Regions from separate parts of the Pan troglodytes genome. Here region 1 is linked to region 2. A link is a contact called in public HiChIP or PLAC-seq data. All regions are on one chromosome and are shown on one strand. Each heading gives the region's core, a stretch centred on a gene start, on an enhancer-like site or on the middle of the called end of the contact. The rest is flanking DNA. Distances are from core to core; before and after follow the strand shown. Region 1 holds the start of RTP5 (receptor transporter protein 5 (putative)). Region 2 holds the start of D2HGDH (D-2-hydroxyglutarate dehydrogenase).

The links. HiChIP or PLAC-seq counts read pairs in DNA pulled down with a chosen protein or histone mark.
Region 1: a contact with region 2 is called in an H3K4me3 HiChIP or PLAC-seq map of stem cell-derived excitatory neurons, with 3 times the contacts expected there. The contact joins the promoter of RTP5 here to the promoter of D2HGDH in region 2. A contact is called at or near these places in 1 of 7 Hi-C or Micro-C datasets (stem cell-derived neural progenitor cells) and 1 of 1 datasets of contacts at active chromatin or transcription factors (stem cell-derived excitatory neurons).

The regions. Positions count from the first base shown.
Region 1 is chr13:144,161,692-144,168,243 of NHGRI_mPanTro3-v2.0_pri, forward strand. It overlaps RTP5 (receptor transporter protein 5 (putative)), which reads left to right and starts at 1,864. Exons shown (of 2, transcript XM_016950953.4): 1 at 1,864-5,355. The coding sequence starts at 5,198.
Region 2 is chr13:144,043,742-144,050,016 of NHGRI_mPanTro3-v2.0_pri, forward strand. It overlaps D2HGDH (D-2-hydroxyglutarate dehydrogenase), which reads left to right and starts at 1,453. Exons shown (of 10, transcript XM_016950944.3): 1 at 1,453-1,554; 2 at 1,990-2,373. The coding sequence starts at 2,082. It overlaps LOC129143441 (a long non-coding RNA gene), which reads right to left and starts at 1,385. Exons shown (of 2, transcript XR_008546891.2): 1 at 1,254-1,385; 2 at 1-677.

The DNA.
Region 1 (6,552 bases), core at 614-3,113, 120 kb after region 2:
GGTGAGATGGGCCCCGTGTGCTGGAACATGAGCCAGCAGCGATGGAAAGTGGCGAGAGGAGGGGAATCCCCGTGCTCGCTCGGGCCAGTGGGAAGTTTCCATCCGCGCAGGGACGGTCCGGGGAAGCGCTGGAAACAGCAGGACCATCCCGAAACTGCTTCTGCAGTGGGAGGCGCCGGGCGCCTGGCTGGCCGGGTGGAAACCATGCTGCAGCCGCCGGGCCAAGGGCACCGCGGTGGGGAGGCAGCGCCCGATTCACAGCAATTTCTGAGGTTGGAACAGGAAATGGTTAATAGTGTTTGCAAATAAAAACTCTCTGTTCTATCCTGTTTTCGAAACATTTCCCAGAAGTTAAAAAATAACACCCAATTTATCTGCCCAATTTAAGAATAAACTTTTTAAAAATTGAATGAGATATTTCCACAATTTATTATACACACACAAAAAAATCGTTGGGCTGTTTGTTAAGGGGGGGGTGGCAGGTGATTTCTAGCCCCCCCCTGCTGTTTTCTAAACTTTCTAGAATGTGGTTAGTAGTTTAAATGTCAATTTATGTTTTAAATCTCCCAGTGTGTACATGTATATGTGTGTGTGTAGGTGTGTTTATGTGTACTGTATGTGGTATGTGTATTGTGTGTGTTGGTGTGTATCTCTGTTCATGTATATTGTGTGTTGTATGTAGTATGTGTTATGTGTGTTGTGTGTAGTGTACGTGGTGTGTGGTGTGTGTAGTGTGTGTGGTGTCTGTGTAGTGTGTGTGGTTGTAGTGTGTGTTGTGTGTGTAGCATGTGTGCTGTGTGTACTGTGTGTGTTTGTGTGTGATATGTGTGTGCTGTGTGTGGTGTGTGTTGTGTGTGAGCTGTGTGTGATGTGTGTAGAGTGTGGTGTGTGTGTAGTGTGTTGTGTGTGTGGTTTGTGTGATGTGTTTGTTGTGTGTAGTGTGTGTGGTATGTGTGCTGTGTTGTGTGTGAGCTGTGATGTGCATAATGTGTGGTGTGTGGTGTGTGGTGTAGTGTGTGGTGTGTGTGGTGTGTGTAGTGTGCGTTTGTGTGTGGTGTGATGTGTGTAGTGTGTGTGTAGTGTGCGTGGTGTGTGGTGTAGTGTGGTGTTTGGTGTGTGTAGTGTGCGTTTGTGTGTGGTGTGTGTAGTGTGTACGTGGTGTGTGGTGGGTGTAGTGTGTGTGTGGTGTGTGCAGTATGTGTTGTGTGTGGTGTGTGTTGTGTGTGTGGTGTGTGGTGTAGTGTGTGGTGTGTTGTATGTGTGGTGTGTGTAGTGTCGTGCTGTGTGGTGTGTGTGTGGTATGTGTAGTGTGTGTGGTGTGTGGTGTAGTGTGTGGTGTGTGTGTGTGGCATGTGTGGTGTTTGGTGTGTGTGGTGTGTGTGGTGTGTGGTGTGGTGTGTGGTTTGTGTGGCATGTGTGGCATGTGTGGTGTTTGGTTGTGTGGTGTGTGTAGTGTGTGGTGTGTGTAGTGTGTTTGTGTGTGGTGTGTGGTGTGTGTAGTGTGTGGTGTCCTGTGTGTGTGTGGCGTGTGTAGTGTGTGTGGTGTGTGGTGTCTTGTGTGTGTGTGGCGCCCCTGCCTTCTCACTCCAGGGCAGTGGGTATCACTCAGGCCCCTTGCTGGTCCCGCTGCTGGTCCCCCTGCTGGTCCCCCTGCTGGTCCCCCTGCTGGTCCCCCTGCTGGGCTCCAAAGCCGAAGAAGCCAGGCTGAGCTGCGGGGGATGCTGAGCTGCGGGGGATGCTGAGCTGCGGGGGATGCTGAGCTGCGGGGGATGCTGAGCTGCGGGGGATGCTGAGCTGCGGGGGTTGCTGAGCTGCGGGGGATGCTGAGCTGCGGGGGTTGCTGAGCTGCGGGGGATGCTGAGCTGCGGGGGCTGCGCAGCGTGAGTGAGCGGTCCCCCAGGGAGGGATGCCCCGAGGGTGAGGGCGAGTGCAGGAGGTCCCTTGCATTCCTCCTTCGGAATGGCCTCCCCGGCCCCAGCAGGACCGCGGGTTGGAGGGGAGAGCAAGGGGCCTCTTGGACAGTGGAAGCGCTTTCAGCAACAGAATGGCTGGACAGAGGCTGCGTCCCCCCCGCAGCTGCCGGTCCTGGGATCCCTGCCCGCCTGGGCAGCGCTGGGGCACAGCCACACGGAGCCTTGGGCCAGGAACGACCCCTTGCCGGTGGGGCCTGTGGGACTGCAGGGCCTGGGGTCTGGGAGGCGGCCTTGTCCCTGCCGCTGCAGCCATGAGCTGAGGTCTGTGTTGGGAGGGTGAGCCCCAGCTGAGGTCTGTGGGGGGAGGGTGAGCCCCAGCACCTGCGAACGGCCACCGTTCTCTGCCCGGCTCCTTTTCCTGCCCGTCTCTTTCTCCCTCTGAGCAAGGACCACCATCCCGTCAGCCGACCGGTCCTCTGGCCCCACCGGGCCTTGGCGTTTGCTCCTCCCTCGCCGGGAGCTGCTGCCTCTGCTCCTCCAGGCCCAGGCAGTGCATCCGTTCTGGCAGGAGACTGTGGTGGGACTCACCTGAGCTGCAAGTTCTGCTTCCCAAGGGAGGGCTGTCCCCGGCCTGCCAGCTGCCCTCCCCAGAAGCTGAGCTCAGGAAGACGGGTACCAGCGTGTGAGGAAGGGGCCCCAGAAGGAGCGCGTGTCTGCGGGGAGAGGGAGCGCTAAGCCACCACACCAGCTGGGCAGCAGTGCTGAAGGGGCACCCGGCTTCCCCGATCGTTTCTTTTCCCTGTGGCCCGATCTCCCACCCCCATCTCACCCTGTCCTGGAGCCAGCCTTCGGGGAGGCTGGGCAGGGAGCGGGGTCAGAAGGCGTCTGCCCCAGGCCTGGGTCCTAGGGCCTGTCCTTGGAGGGACCACACATGCCTGGAGAGAGGCTCCCGTGGCCGGCTCCAGGTGGGCGCTGATGCAGAAGGCCCAAGGAGGACCCTGCCACATGTTGCAGGGACCCGTGGGTGCTGTGCACACCCTGCCTCATCCATCCCTGGCGAAGAAGAGGGGGTGCTCATGGCTGGCTGGTTTGTGAGGGGGCCACGTAAGCAGCTCTTGCAGGGCGTGGCTTGTGGGTTTGGGAGACAGACAAATGGGCAGTCAGACAGAGGCGTGGACAGGATGCCCTCTTTGCTGTCTGCCGCCCAGGCCTCTGGAGGTATTCTGGGATGGGTCTAAGGAAAACTCAACAATTCTTGAGCAAATAATGCCCGGGCAACCAGCTCCTTGCATTTCATAAGGGCCGGAATTGCCATCCAAAAGGTTATTTTGGGTGACTGTGGTCAGTCATCATTCCAAAGCTTTTCCCTAAACTCAGAGCCAGGTGTGGCCTCCAGGGCTGAGGAGCCTGAGAGGTGGGACTGGCAGGCAGGGCTGTGGCCCCAGCGTGGCACGGAAGCAGCCAGGAAACACTGGCTCTGGGGGGCTGTGGTGGGAGGAGGTCCCCTGTGGACCGAGGCTTTTGGAGGCAATGGACAGTAGGTGTCTCTTAGACCCCTGCAGGGGCACACGACCAGGACCACAAGGGGCCCACACACGCACAGTGGCCCGGAGCCAACCAGCAAACCCCAGGACCTTAGATGCAGCCTGGCGAGTGAGTTAGGATTGCTCCGGCTAGCTGTGTGATCACCCACAGTGCCAGAGAACAGTGCCTCGAGACCACAGTGGCAGCTGGCTTACTTCTCGTGTGAACAGGAAACCCAGAGGTGGGCGACCCTCCAGTGGTGTGACGACTCCATCTGTCACCACAGCCCCGGGGTCCCGCCTTCCTGCTCCTTGGGCTCGCGGCTCTGTGCTTGAGGCAGGTCTAAGACAGGCTGGAGTGCGGCCATCATCCCAGCACTGATGGATAGAAAAAAATGAAGCTGGGATGAGAAACGCGGGGCTTTCCCTGGCAGTCTGGCCCTGTATGGAGGCCCCTTCCCAGAGTGCGTCCACTGGCTTCCTCTTCTATCTTGCAGCCACACCTAGCTGCAAGGCGGGAAGATGTCACAGGTTTGAAAGGGCCGAAAAGAAGGTTCAGAAATGAAAACTATGACAAGGCGCTTGCCAGCATTAGCTGCAGAGTGGACAGAGATGAGGAGATAATGTGTGAAGTGGTAGAAAAATGAGAAGAGATTGTTCAGTGTGCAGGGCAGAGAGATGGCGAGATGGGAGCTGTGAGGAGAGCCGGGTGGCCGGGAGCCTCCCGGGGGCAGATCTGTGCTGAGGTTTTGCAGGGATCGGCTGGCTGTCTCCGCCCCTGCACGTCCCGGCTCCTTCTCAGCTCACCCTTTCTTGTTGTGCCATGACAGGTGGCTGCCATGCACAGCAATGCTGTTGAATCTCACAAATTAACCTGAAAAGGCGTGAGAAGCTGGGCACACGCATGAATTGTTTATGTAAAGCTCAGAAGCTGCACAGCTAAAGGGCTCAGTGAGGGAGGCATCATAGGTGTTGAAGCCTCAACGTTGTCTGTGCAGGCACGGCCAGGCTGGTGGCACCTCTGCCAGGAGGGCAGGGGGTGGGGGTGGGGCCGCGGGCTGAGATCAGGAGGGAACAGGCAGCCAGCTCTGGAGGCTGGCAGAGCGAGGTTTTGTTTCTTCCTATAGGACGTGGTGACTTAAGACTTTAGAATAATTTGTGAAGCTCTGCATTTATGTTTTAGGCATTTTATGTAAATATTTTATATTTCTCACTAGTAAAAAGTTTAAAAGAATACACCCACGGGACAATCTGCAATGATACACGTTCTATAAAGTTCTTCTCAGCTTTGTTTGTGTGAAAAGCATTAGTGCTGTTTGCAGAGAGAAGCTGAGTGAATAAGTTACATGATAGCCACAAGCTGGAAAAATACCAAGTGTTCAGCAAGGGATGAGTGTGGGCCACCGCTCCTGATGTGCACTAGAAAGAGAGGGCTGCGGATGATTCCTTGGTGTGATGTGTGAAAACACCCGGGCCTCTACATGCATGGGTCTGGGGAGGCCCCTGCGTGTCCACGGGCCCACGCCCACCACCACCACCACGGTGCTGCCACAGGGATGCTCTCTGGGGGGCGGGGTCATGGGAGATTGCATTGTATTGTATTTTTCCTTTCTGCTTCCCATTTCTCGGAGACAAATCTGGTTGCCATGGAGACCATGCTGTTGTCAAGGTGGCTGATTGGCCGGCGCGGGATGCGGGGACGTTTCCTTGGGCCCCCGGCGGGCGCAGCCCTCAGCCCGCACTGCGGAGCCAGGCGGCAGCATGGACCGGGCTGGGGCAGACATGTGGGCCAGCACCTTCACCCTGGCCATGGCCGAGAGGAAGCCCCAGGACGTCTGGGTTCTGCTACCTGAGCACAGCCTGGTCCCGGGATGCCTGGACGGCGGTGGTGTCCAGTACCTGCTGGTGGGGCTCTCGAGGTGCGGCCAGAGGCTGGGGACCCTGGGAGAGGCAGGGGGCTGAAGGTGCTTTTCCACGGGACCTTGTGTGGTCCCAGAGCCTGGGTGGGGCTGTCGGGCCTCGTCTTGTCCCCGAGACGGGAGGGTGGGGCTGGGTGCTCCTTCTCCCGCCGGAGCCCCTGCCTCGCCATGCTGGGCACATGGCTGCTGACGCAGGGGTCCCGGGGAAGACATGGCGGGTGCCTCATGGAGAGTTTGGTTTCCCTCACTCGGCTCCTTGGGCCAGCGCTGCCCTTGGACACAGGCTCATCTCCTGCTTCCATGGCACTGCCGTGGTCTCGCAGCCATCAGTGCTGACAGGTGGGCCCTGGGGCGTGCCGGAGCCTGTGGTCACCATCCGGCCCTGTGTTGCACACAGCGGGGTGCTCGGCCCTGATCGGGGGCCCGGGGTGGCTGTGGGTCACAAGTGAGCCTCACAGGCCGTCGTCACGGTTGTGGTGCCGTCAGCGCAGCAGGGCGGGCGCCATGTGCTTCTCCAACTGGCAAGGCATCCACAGCTCTGCCGGGTGCCAGCCGGGAGGGGCGCGGGGCAGCTCCACATCCTCGCAGATGCCTGGCCTGACAGGCCCCCAGGCTGCTGGCTGGTCCGTCCCTCTGTGGAGACACCCTGGGCAAAGGGGGAGTCGTCCTGCCCTTTGACACAGCTCCTCAGTGCCTGAGACCCCTGGGGCCAGGTGTGTGCAGAATCCCAGCTTTTTCAGAAGCTGGGAAAGTAATAACCCGTGTTGGGGTCTGAGAAGTGCTGGGAAGCACATCACTGTTCCCACAGCCAGGTGGAGATGGCTCTGAGCGGCTCCCAGCTGGCGGGAGAGAACTGAGGATGGCTGCCCCAACATGCAGCCCCAGCGCCCGTGGCTTTGGCTCCTCAGTCCCATTTAAATAAAGTCAGCAGTTCAGTTCCTCCAGCATGAACGTGTCCATGGGCTCTGTGGCCAGTGTGGTTGGAGGCTGCAGGCAGGGCAATGTGGCTATAGAACATTCTGTCATCCAGAAACTTCCACTGCCTGGAACTGAATCACAGCCTCTCACTCGTGCAGGGTTCCCTGAAGCTCACAGCTGCTTGTGTGGCTAGCAAATGGTCACCGGTCTGATGGCCGCCGTGGACAAGCCAATCCCTCCCAGTGCTCTCCCCAAATCTCCCCTCGCCTGGTGACGCCC
Region 2 (6,275 bases), core at 203-2,702:
GTAATCTTTATGGGTTTTGAATCATTCCTAATCCCAGGGGTCCAAGATGCCACTGGCCTGCTAGTCAAAGGGAGGGCGTGTGGAGGTCAGGTGGTAAGGGGGTCCACAGACCTCATCTGTGGTCGTCTTTCCAGTTCCTGAATGTGTAATTGAAACAGTTACACTTGACAATGGGCAAACTCCCACACTCATCTGCAGAGCAAGGGCCAGCCAGGTAGGAAGGGCCAGGTGGATGTCTTCTTTCCAGGGTTGTAGTCCAAAGGCAAAATGCATTGCTGACTTGGAAGAGTCTTGCATGGGTGATTCACCTGGGAAGAAGGTGAGTGGCCCCTGGGGATGTGGTTAAGGAGGACAGGAATGACTCCATGCAACTGCTGCTCCAGAGCCTCATCACCAGGACAAATCCAGCTCGCCGGTTTTCTGTGTGACTACCAGGACCCATCTGCTGTCACGGGCGTAGCCTCCACCTCTTGCACAGCTGCACAGTCCTGCTTCGGACCGAGTGTGGCCTCCTGCTCTCTGCCCTCATCTGCTCAGAGATCTGCATCCTCTGCACCCCCTAGGGTTCTATGGAATTGGGTGAGCTGAAGTAACAAGTGCTTTGGGAGGCCGAGGCGGGCGGATCGCTTGAGTCCAGGAGTTCGAGACCAGCCTGGGGAGCACATGAGACCTCATCTCTACAAAAATACAGCAACAACAACAAATTAGCCGGGTGTGGTGGTGCACGCCCGTAGTCCCAGCTACTTGGGTGGCCGAGGTGGGAGGATGGTTTGAGCTCGGGAGGCAGAGGTTGCAGTGAGCTGAGATCAACCCCAGAACTCCAGCCTGGGCAACAGAGCTAGACCCTGTCTCAAAAAAACACAAAACAAGTGCTGGCGATGCCTCAGGCAGGGGATCCCAGGCCGGGAGGCTCCTCGGGACAGCAGTTACTGCGTCAGGAGGGCAGGAGCTCCCCAGGTGTGCAAAGGGTTTGAGGGCACGGAGGGCTGAACAGGCAGAAGGGGACACGGAGGCAAGAAAACACCTGCAGGAGGCAGCTGCCCCCTAAGCTAAGGCTGGGGACCCAGGAGGGGTGGTCCGTGCAGGAGCTGGGGAGGCCGCTGGGGAAAGGGGCGCCCCCTGGGCTCGGCCTCGGAGGAGCGGGCCGGCCCCCAGGTCCCTCGGCCGAGCCCACGTCCCGGGCCTCGTTCTGGAGAACCCTCCAGCTGCTGCTTGGGCGTCTTGGGCTGCGCTCAGCCTAGTCCCTTCTCTACCTGGAGGGATGCGCCCGACAGCGGGGCGCCGGAGGCCCTCAGGAAACGCAGGACGAGGCAGTGGCCGTCGAGCCTCCGGTGCCAGTCGGGGCGGGGCTTGGACGGCGGGGCGGGGACTGTAGGCGCGCACGGCCGGGCCTGGAGGGCAGGCGGGGCGGGGCCCGTTAGGCGCGCGGGGCGGGGCTTCGCCCGCTGGGCGGAGCCGTCAATGCGCAGGCGCGGCGTCGCCCCGCCCACTCCGGCTCGGCGGCTCTGGGCCTGCGGCGGGCGCTGCGGGTTGGAGCCCGGGACGTGGTCGTGGGTGGGTGCGCGCGGCCGCGCGGAGCGCTGGGCTTAGGGTCCCGGGCTGCGGTTCAGCCGCGGGTCGGGGTGGCGGGGCGCGATCTCGGGCGCCGTCAGCCAGTCGGTGCCTGTGGGGGGAGGGGGACGGCGCTGCAGCTCGTCACGTGACCGCGTGGAACGCGCGCGCGTCCGCGGGATCCCCTCGGGGGGCGAGCTTGGCGGAACGGGGTCCTGGGCAAGGTCCCGGCGAGGCCGCCCCGAGCCTGCGCGTTGCTAAGTGCAGGCCTGCTGCGTGGGGCTTCGCGCTCTCGCGGGGTTGCGGCCCGGGCAGGGGGAGGGCCCGGGTGCTCGGAGCCTTCCCTTCGCTGCCCTCCTGCCCCCTCCCTGCTTCTGCAAGCGTGTTTCAATTTGTACAACGTGCATAAAACATGAAATTACCCTTGGTCACTTCCAGGCGCGCAGCCAGCGGCTCCCTGCCCTTCCCCTCCGGGCCCTGAGTACCGGCCCCCCACCAAGGAGGAGCCCGAGGTCTCCGTCCCGGCGGCGATGCTGCCCCGTCGGCCTCTGGCGTGGCCCGCGTGGCTGTTGCGGGGTGCTCCGGGAGCCGCGGGTTCTTGGGGTCGGCCGGTTGGCCCCCTGGCCCGCAGAGGCTGCTGCTCCGCCCCGGGGATCCCCGAGGTGCCGCTGACCCGGGAGCGCTACCCCGTGCGGCGCTTGCCGTTCTCCACGGTGTCTAAGCAGGACCTGGCCGCCTTTGAGCGCATCGTGCCCGGCGGGGTCATCACGGACCCGGAAGCGCTGCAGGCTCCCAACGTGGACTGGTTGCGGACGCTGCGAGGTGGGTGAGGTTTGGGAAGCTGCGGCGGGGCCGCGTCCCTGCTCCGCTGCGCCTTCCCGTGGAGGCTTCAAAGCGGGCTGAGAACAACCTGGTTGGGGGTGCCAGCCCCTGGCTGCGCTGAGAGGGGCGTGTGCACCGCCACAGGCTGCTGGAATGAATGACCACGAACAAGTCGCTTAGAACAACCCAAGTTTTGTTGTTGTTGTTGTTGTTTTGTTTTTTTTTTTTTAAGACGGAGTCTCACTCCGTCGCCAGGCTGGAGTGCAGTCACGGAGTCTCACTCTGTCGCCAGGCCGGAGTGCAGTGGCGCGACGTCGGCTCACTGCAACCTCTGCCTCCCGGGTTCAAGCGATTTGCCTGTCTCAGCCTCCCTAGTAGCTGCGACTACAGGCGCCCGCCACCACGTTCCGCTAATTTTTGTATTTTTAGTAGAGACAGGGTTTCACCATGTTGGCCAGGATGGTCTCGATCTATTGACCTCGTGATCCGTCCGCCTCGGCTTCCCAAATTGCTGGGATTACAGGCGTGAGCCACCCCGCCCTGCCAACAATCCAAGTTTGCCTGGCGCAGTGGCTCTGCCTGTAATCTCAGCTGCCCTGGAGGCTGAAGCCAGGAGTTCAAGACCAGCCTGGGCAACATAGCCAGAACCCCCGCCCCACTCACCTCTAAAAATAAAAATAAATAAATAAAAGTAGCCGGCCCAGGATTGAAAAAACAAAAAGTAAAAAAGTTACTCCAGCCCAGGAGTTCCAGTTTTAGTGGACTATGATCTCACCACTGCATTCCAGCCTGGGCAACAGAGCAAGACTACATCTCTAAAACAAAACAGAATTCCCCTCCCCACCAAACCCCACAAGTTTGTTCTCTAAGCTGTGGAGGCCAAAAGTGTGAAATCAGGGTATCACAGGGCTGCACTCCCTCCGCTGCCTCCAAAGCCTCCAGAGGAGGCTCTTTCCTGTCTCTTGTAGCTCTAGCTTCTGGTGGCCCCAGGTACCAAATTACTCCAGTCTCTGCCTCTGTTTTTCATACAGGTTTTTCTTCTCTGTGACTCTTCTCCAGTTGTCTTATAAAGACACTTCTCATTGGATTGAGGGCCCACCCTAATCCAGGATGATCGTATCTCAGTACTGTCAACTTAATTACATCTGCAAAGACCGTTCATCCTTTTTTTTTTTTTTTTTGGAGACGAAGTCTCACTCTTTTTGCCCAGGCTGGAGTGCAATGGTGCAATCTTGGCTCACTGCGACCTTCCCCTCCTGGGTGTAAGCAATTCAGCCTCCCAAGTAACTGGGATTACAGGTGCCCGCCACCATGCCCGGCTAATTTTTGTATTTTTAGTAGAGACGGGGTTTCACCATGTTGACCAGGCTGGTCTCGAACTCCTGACTTCAGGTGATCCACTCACATTGGCCTCCCAAAGTGCTGAGATGACAGGCATGAGCCACTGCACTTAGCTGGACCGTTTTTTCTTTTTGTTTTTTTGAGACGGAGTCTCGCTCTGTCGCCCAGGCTGGAGTGCAGTGGCGTGATCTCGGCTTACTGCAAGCTCTGCCTCCTGGCTTCACGCCATTCTCCTGCCTCCGCCTCCCGAGTAGCTGGGACTACAGGCGCCCGCCACCACGCCCGGCTCATTCTTTTTGTATTTTTAGTAGAGACAGGGTTTCACCGTGTTAGCCAGGATGGTCTCAATCTCCTGACATCGTGATCCGCCTGCCTCGGCCTCCCAAAGTGCTGGGATTACAGGCATGAGCCGCCATGCCCAGCCCCATTTTTTCAAATAAGGTCCCATTCACAGGTCTTGGGGCATTGGGAAGTAGACGTATCTTTTTGGAGCCCATTAGGTAAGATGCAGGGCTCCTGGCCAACCATGCCTGCTCCTCTCCTCCCACTGCACTTCTGCCCAGTGGCATACAAGTCTGTGCACGAATGAGGGACTTCTCAGCCTCTGGGGCTGGCACTTCCTTTTGGTAACAGTGCCCAGTTTTCTCTTTTTTTATTTATGTTTTTGAGATGGAGTCTTGCCCTGTCACTCAGGGTGGAGTGCAGTGGCACGATCTCCCCTTACTGCAACCTCCACTTCCTGGGGTCAAGCGATTTTCCTGTCTCAGCCTCCTGAGTAGCTGGGACTACAGCTGGGTTACACGCCTGTAACCCAGTTCTGTGGGAGATCGCTTGAGCCCAGGAGTTCAAGACCAGCCTGAGCAACATGGTGAAACTCTATCTCTACAGAAAATTAAAAATTAGCCGGGTGTGGTGGCATGTGTCTGTGTGCTAAAATAGTAAAGCGAGGTAGAAGAGAATTGGTTGACTCTTAATTTACAACAAAATGATATATTTAAATCTGTAGCACTGGCACCAGGTCCTGGGGCTGAACGTAGGGTGTGCTGTCATTGGGAAGATCTGGAATTGTTTTTGTCTTTTTTTTGTTGGCCCTTGTAGAAGATTGAAATTATTAAGAACACTCAGAAAGTTTCCAGACCGTGTAATCTGGGAGTGCAGTGTATGTTAAAACAGTTCAGAAAGTTAGCAAGTTGAACTGGGGTCTAGGCTCAGATAATGGAAGCAGCTCTTTCCCTGCAGAAAGGCTGGGAGTCACTGGAAATCGCTGGACCGATGGTCACTGTGTAGGAGCTCTCTTGAGTGGAAGGGCCCCCACCCTCACCTTGCTCCCGAAGTAAGGACCCCTCTGGGGCGATCTCAAGCTGCTGCCCTGAGTGCACACCATGGCCCAGGGCCTGCGGGCTCACGAATGTTGTCCCCGGAGGCAGGTGAGGATGGACGCCCACCCTGGGCTTGGCTAAGTCGGGCCCCAGTCCTGGCTCAGCACTGCTGTCTGGGTGGCCCTAGGCAGATGACCCTAAGTGCCTGCCCTACAAAATGGGACTTGGAGCCACTGCCTCAGGAACACCGTGCGGGTAAGTGGGGCAGGAACCTAGCGTGAGCCTTGAGCACAATGCTTGGGTTCCCGTGCTCCCAGCCTGCTCGGAGGCCAGCACCCTGGGCTATGCCGCTGCTGCCCTTGTGGGCAAGGGCCCCCCCCGGGGCTTGCAGGAGCGGGGAGGAAGCTGTAACTGAGATTGAGGGGTGACCACACTCTTCCTCTCCTCTGCCTTGCCTGAGCCTGACTGGGCAAGAACTGGCTGTCCCCCTGGGTTCCCTCTCTCTGATCAGCACCTTTTTGGGAATCCGTGGCCATGGACACCCTGTCCTGCTGCAGGGCCGCCCCTCGGTGTCTGTGTGCGCCTGTGGGAGGGCGCCTTCCTCTGCGTCCTGCTGCCCCGAGTTTGGTGAGGGCGAGGCTGAATTTCACTCATCTTTGAGTCCACAGGTTTGGTCCTGAATGTCTGCTCAGTAGGTGTTTGCTGATGTGAGGCTTAGTTGTTGAATTTTAGGTGAATTATCCCTTCATGTGGCTTGCTTTTGGAGAGAGAGCTTGTCTAGACTTCTGAAAACTCATTAAGCATCATATTCAAAAATCTAGACCATTTGCTCAGGATGGATGCTGCAGACGTTTAGTGAGCACGCCTGCACTGGCGGGAAGGTGGGAGCTTCGCGGTGTGAAAACAGGCTGGGCCCTTGTGTCACCTCTGGCGGCTCTGCCCCCATGGCCCCCTCCGTCTTTGTGGGGCTCCCGTTGTTAACACTGCACCACCGGGAGGGAGCCCTCCTTCTCATCTTTCCCGTTAGAAGGTAGACATCACAGGAGTGGGAAATTCTGTGCTCATTCTGTGTCTGGAACGCGGCCTGGCCTGCATTCTTGGGGGGTACTCATGTTTGTGTTGAGAACCCTGCCACAGGCGCGTCACAAGTGTGCCCGAGTCGAAAGCTTTGCCATGAGTCCTGGGGCTCCTGAGCCCACTCGGGACAGGGACGCAGTGAGCGCAGGTGCCAGGGTTCCCTCA